2 separate regions of the Sus scrofa genome follow, and region 2 is linked to region 1. The links are chromatin contacts, called in public HiChIP or PLAC-seq maps. All regions are on one chromosome and are shown on one strand. The core of a region is the stretch at or near the end of the contact, and the rest is flanking DNA. Distances in the headings are between cores, read along the strand shown.

What was found. HiChIP or PLAC-seq counts read pairs in DNA pulled down with a chosen protein or histone mark.
Region 2: an H3K27ac HiChIP or PLAC-seq map of skeletal muscle shows a contact between it and region 1. The contact joins two enhancer-like sites. A contact is called at or near these places in 2 of 2 datasets of contacts at active chromatin or transcription factors (alveolar macrophages and skeletal muscle).

What each region holds. Positions count from the first base shown.
Region 1 is chr13:4,087,787-4,090,864 of Sscrofa11.1, reverse strand. All of the region lies in intron 2 of PLCL2 (inactive phospholipase C-like protein 2), which reads right to left. Among named protein-coding and RNA genes, the nearest start is that of PLCL2, 97 kb to the right of the region's middle. Within about 2 kb of position 1,609, at least 3 of the 83 cell types and tissues checked have an H3K27ac peak or open chromatin away from gene starts, as enhancers often do. A contact at or near this core is called in skeletal muscle, where this site is marked.
Region 2 is chr13:4,266,430-4,269,520 of Sscrofa11.1, reverse strand. All of the region lies in intron 19 of TBC1D5 (TBC1 domain family member 5), which reads left to right. Among named protein-coding and RNA genes, the nearest start is that of PLCL2, 280 kb to the right of the region's middle. Within about 2 kb of position 1,335, at least 4 of the 83 cell types and tissues checked have an H3K27ac peak or open chromatin away from gene starts, as enhancers often do. A contact at or near this core is called in skeletal muscle, where this site is marked.

The DNA.
Region 1 (3,078 bases), core at 360-2,859:
ATAGAATGAGTCAGTGAAAATCTAGTGGTAAGTTATTCTTATTCTTAGAATTATTATACCTTTATTTCTTCAAATAATCATAATATTAAAAAACAAATCAGCTGTTTACAAAACTCCTCATTTCTTTTAAAAACAAGTCTCAACATCTGTCTATGGGGCCTTATTATTAGAAACAAAACACCCTTCACACATTTAAGTATGAAAAGAAATAATAAAGTGGCTTTAGGCAGAAACTGCAGAATTATCCTATTTCCAGTCTTGGTTGTAAATAACAATTTCCTAAATGGCTGATAATAAATAGCTTTCACGTTTTGACAACGTGTCTTCCCAACATACAGAACAAAGTGGAATTTGCTACTGACCCACAATGAGGTAGAAAATCATTCCATTGAAAACGTGACTCCAGGAGTTCCCGTCGTGGCGCAGTGGTTAACGAATCCGACTAGGAACCATGAGGTTGCGGGTTCGGTCCCTGCCCTTGCTCAGTGGGTTAACGATCCGGCATTGCCGTGAGCTGTGGTGTAGGTTGCAGATGCGGCTCGGATCCTGCGTTGCTGTGGCTCTGGCATAGGCTGGTGGCTACAGCTCCGATTCAACCCCTAGCCTAGGAACCTCCATATGCCGCGGGAGCGGCCCAAGAAATAGCAACAACAACAACAACAAAAGACAAAAAAAGACAAAGAAAACGTGACTCCAAAATGCAATGGAAGCCTTAGATATGGTCCACATTAATTAAGGGATATGAATTTGCTCAAATGATATCTTATAAATGTTTTGGAATCGTTTTCTGGATAATGCAGAAAAGGTCTTTACAATAAGAACTTCCCTACCCCTACTAAAATCGTCAGTTTCATCCTTACAAGCATTATAAAATGAGCGGCCAGTGGTGGACCATTCTGGCCACCTCGTGTAGTTAGAGCACAGTTGTGCGATGCTGACGTGCTCATCCCACGTGGACTATTTGATTCTCACAGGCGTCACTTAGCTCTGCTTTGAACCAGGGCCACAAATCACAGACTCTCTTTTAAACGTGGTTGAACATTTTATAAATCCAAAGGCAAGTATGTAGGTTAAAAACTGTGGCTGGCTCATGACAAATCAAACCCTGAACAAAACAAAAAGCATCCTTTCACAAGCTCTGTTGTTAGAGAGACACGTGTACACCTGGAAGGCAATTCACCTGAGTGAAAATAGCTGTGTGGGAGGGATGAGCCAGAGGGATGATTTGTCAAAATGTTCTTTAATAAATGCTTTACATCATCTTGAAATTAATACAAAATACTTAAAAGACATCAAAAAATGCTACTGCTACAGAAAAACAACACAAAGGCGTACTAATGGTAGGTAAATGGTGAACTATATAGAACTAAAAATACATTCATGGATTAAAGATAGTCTATTTTTGCCATTAAATAAGGAAAATGGATTTCACTTTTTAAAACCCACGGCTTTGTTCTTTATATTTATTTATTTTTAAATTTTCTCTAAGAGAATGTGCAGCTGTTGAGTAGCTTCTTTCCTTTGAGTCTGGCGATGGAGTAGGAACAGCCAGCTCTGTCAATAAAGGCAGTCACTTCTGTGTGCCAAGGTGCTCACAGGCAACTGGGGAAGACAGGACTCAGCTGCCAGAGGCCAGAGGCTAAATTAAACCAGGCAGGCCCAACCATCCTGCCCCAGGCTCTGCTGCTGACACTCACTCTTCAGTTCAAGGTGCCTGAAAACCCTCTGCCCAGAAGTGTGCACTTGTATCTCGATTTGGGGCCACATTCCTGGGTGTTGATAAATATGGTAAGTCCCAAGTGCTGCATTCATGATGACAAATATTATCCCCTGCACCCAAAGCCACATCTACGCCGAAGTAGAAAAAGGAAATGAGAATGGGGAGTCCTTACGAGGCCCGGGCTCAGAAGTGCTCATAGGATTCTCAGGGTGGGGGATAAGTAATGGTTCCTGAAAACGTGCAAATGCCTAAATCAACTGATAACGTGAAAAAAGAGGACAGAGGCTGGAAGATGAGAGAAAGGCATTGATGAAGAACGGGTCTTACTTCTACAGTCTGGGGGGATCTAGCACGTGGTGCATCCACCTCAAATCCACAGAGATTCATGGAGTGCCTTCTGGGCACTGGAATCTTCTAAAGGACTGAGGTTTTTGGTTTTATGAAGCAAATGCATTCTTTGCTTCAGATGTTCCTCCTCTGCCCCATTTCCGTAGAGATGAAATTATTAACCAGAGGACATATTTTTAGAAACGTGTACCCTGCCTACTTACAAATCTGAAGTGGCATAAGGTTAGGCATAATATAAAAAAGGATGATTTGGAGTGAAGGAAATAGAACATCTGAAAGCAGCTTTAAGACAAGATGTCATCGCACACCTGAAATGAATAAACTGCTGTAGCGAGACTCAATTTCCGCGGCAGTAAGGTCACAAATGGCCATGCACAGGTTATAGATATTTACTGTCCAACAAAATTAAGCCAAAAGTCCTTGCTAAGAATAACTTTCAGAAACTAAATTTAAGATGCAATTCATTATACGGTTCTTGTATAAAAAGTATTGTATTAAAAATAAAGTGGATGGCAATACTCTTCTGCTCAGGAAAGAGAAACCCAAAGAAGTAAAAGTTAACAACTAAATTAACCTTCAAGTGCAGTCTTTGGCCATGCTGCAAACAAAATATATAAACCTTTCAGAAGATGTACCTATGTCTGAACCAAATAAGCAAACTCGTAGAAAACCTCATCACTCTTTTAAATTCCATACAATGCCTCACCAATATTTAACTACTTATTGCTCACAGACACTGAAAATGAAGAGTCACAATTTTAACCATGAGATTATTGTTGGCTTTCTTCTTCTATACCCTCAAGAGAAAACTTGAAAATACATTATTTTTTAAAAAGGAGAAAATTGCTCAAATTAAAATGGAAAGTAAAGGGAGGGGCATTTTTTTTCATTTCTGCTACTTGAGATATATATTATCAATATTATAATATTTAAATAAATGTATTTCCATCAAATACAAACCATAACAACTGCAATTAAGATCAGTTTGATAAATTTTTACTTTTTCAGAT
Region 2 (3,091 bases), core at 86-2,585, 180 kb before region 1:
AATGCATGTACTGTTAATTGATAGGGATGGTCTAATTATAACCCAATAATTTCCAGATGAGCTGGCTGTACTGTAAATCATAATTGCAGCAAGTGTGTCATGGGACCAGGGTTGTTGTATAATTCAAAAATTGATTTTTTTTTACTATTGTGTAAAAGTTACAGGGAAAGCAGATCTGTTGCTGATACATTATTATACATAGAAAATATGGTTCCCTTTAAGAAGGCTCTTTTTTTAGCTTGTTCAACTCAAAATAGCGTAGGACTTCAGATAGTGATCTCTCCAGGGGATGAGTCTGTTGGTAGTGACTGTGCTTCATGTTGAACTTTGTCACCCAGGAGAGAAACCAGAGAACCCCAAAAATCTTCCTTCTCAGTGCTCCTGTGAAATGCTGCATGGTGTTTCCTTTTCCTTTCTTTCCCGTAGTCTTAAAATGCATTCCTCTATCCCTCCCTTCCTTTGTCTGTTTCTTTGAATTTGAACATTTTAAGCATTTACTATAGGTCCAATTTGTAAATGAAATCTCGCCTATAATAAGCATATCAAGTTTAAAGGGTATGCAGTTCACAGATTTATTTTTACATGTTGACATTTATAAGCGCATGTGGTAACTTATGAAATCTTTTCATTACCTAATATGAAATTAGAACTTGTTTAGGTCTTTATTTTATCACAGATGAAACTGACTTCAAGTTTAGTTAAAAATAAATTTTGTCTGTTGTAGGAGGAAGTCAATTTGAGAAGCATGCTTACTTCTTAAATGCATGTAACTTACTTATGGATAAAGACATTTTTAAAAAAATAAGAACATATAAAATCATGCTGTTATTTGTAGCATAACAAAATCTGCTCAGCAAAATCTTTTGATTGCTAAAGATTCCTATGCTTCAGACTAGTAGAAACTTGTTTTTTTCTCTAAGGAAAACATGCACAAAAACTTTTTGGGAAACACTTTTAAAAAATTATTTTCTTTAAAAAATACTTTATATTCATCTTTCTAAGATTGTATTTTCTGTTTCACTGTACTTTTAATAATTAGGTTGATAAGTAAAAGAATTACAACATTAAATATGAAAGAAAAGCTGATTTTTTTTCCTTTTTATGAAATCTAATTATTTTTTCTTATGAAATCCAGGCGATGTAGTTACAGGAAGTGATGCTCAGGTTTCTGTTCCTGTCCAGACTCTAACTGACCTCCCAGGTACAGTTACCATGGCACTGTGGTCTGTTTCTTTGCCTGCAGTGTTCTCATTGCCGCCTCCGAAACTCCATTTTCCTTTTTGCCTGCCCTCCATTCATGCTGTTTATCAGTTCACTCCATTGTTCAGCCACTGGGTGGCACTGTTGTTTAGAACAAAAGTCCCCTCACATGTCATACAGTGGTGGCGGTGCTGAATATGGCTAAGATGTGAGGTTTTGGGGTTTTTTGTTTTTTGTTTTTTTTTTAATTAAGTTTGTCCCAGCCCCTTTCCTTGAAAAACATGATCACTCTATATTTTATGGTTATTTTAACCACATTTTATTTGGCAGCTCACGCTGAGGTGTTCTTTTTATGGCATTAGTGCTTTGTGACAGTATTTGACAAATTAGCTCTGATTATATTATATGTTGTTTCTATGCATATTGTTGTATGTATTAGCCAGAGGTACTTATTACATTTTACCTAAAAGAATTATAACTCAATTTTGAAATATGTTTTTAAGTATAGGCTTTGTATTATGAATTAATTAACAGAATTAAAGTTCAGCATGGCAAATCTCTGCACAGTAATTGACAGTGGCTTAAAATAAAAAGATAATATTTATTGTAACCATTTGTTCAAAATCTAGAAAAGGTTTATTTAAGAAATGCAAAATAAAAATAACCCATATTCAGCACCTCCTGTGAAATTTAGAAATATATAAATATTTAAAGTAGCTAGGTTCATCTTTTATTGTGTAATCTTTTAGATAAAATATGTTATAGAGAGGAATTCTGTATTAAATGGAAGTCTAGACTAACTTTAAAAATCCTCCGTTGGGGTTAATAGATGCAGACTATTGCCTTTGGAATGGATTAGCACTGAGATCCTGCTGGTAGCACTGGGAACTACGTCTGGTCACTTATGATGGAGCACGATAATGTGAGAAAAAAGACTGTGTACATGTATATGTAACTGGGTCACCATGCTGTACAGTAGAAAAGAGACAGAACACTGTAAACCAGCTATAATGGAAAAAATTAAAACATTATTAAAAAAAAAAACAGAATCCTCCACTCAAATTCACACTAAAAAAGGAAGTAGTATCAATTGAAATTCATGTCTTCCTTAGTTTAAAATATAGTCATACTACTAGTATTAAAATACTGTTCTAAATGTGATATGTCACCATGATATCTGTGCTTTTAAATAAATTTACAGAAAATAATATATTGTGATTAGGAGAAGAATGGTGTGTTCTCTTAACATCTTAGAAAAACATACTGCGGCAAAAGAAGGATGTGATCTTACTTCTATATATGGTTCCTCGTTTCACAGGTACAGTTTCTGGCTCTGTTCTGATAATTGAACCAGCTGACCTTTAGTTTAGGGCTTTTCAAGCTCGGGGATTCCGTGAAAGGCTGCTGTTTACTTTTAGTATCTGCTCTTTAGCTTGGTCCGTTATTGCACTTAAATGGATAGTGATGTGGTCATTTGATGTGGTGAGAATTCATAGGACTTAAATTAGTTTCCTAAAATTAAAATCTGAGCTCCCACCACCCACTCTCTGGCTGCTTTTTAACAAGAGTTTTGTTATCCCAGAGATACCTTGCTGCAGAGTATATCTCTAGCTGTGGAAGCCCCATGGTTTATACCTGTGGGAAGAGAAAGCTAGGGAAGGGCTTGCCTGTTCTGACTTCTGCTTCTGGGCTGTTGCTCAATCCATGTTTTCCTGCAGACCAGAGCCACATGAACAATATTGTTCTTTAAATAGAATCTTAAAGAAGGAGGTCGTACCATTTCGTTCACATAACTTGTGTTCTCTAAGTAGAATCATCTCATTCACTTATTCAACAGGTATTTATTCAGTGCCTACTGTGTGCCAAGCTCTGTTTTCATTGGTCCCTTGGC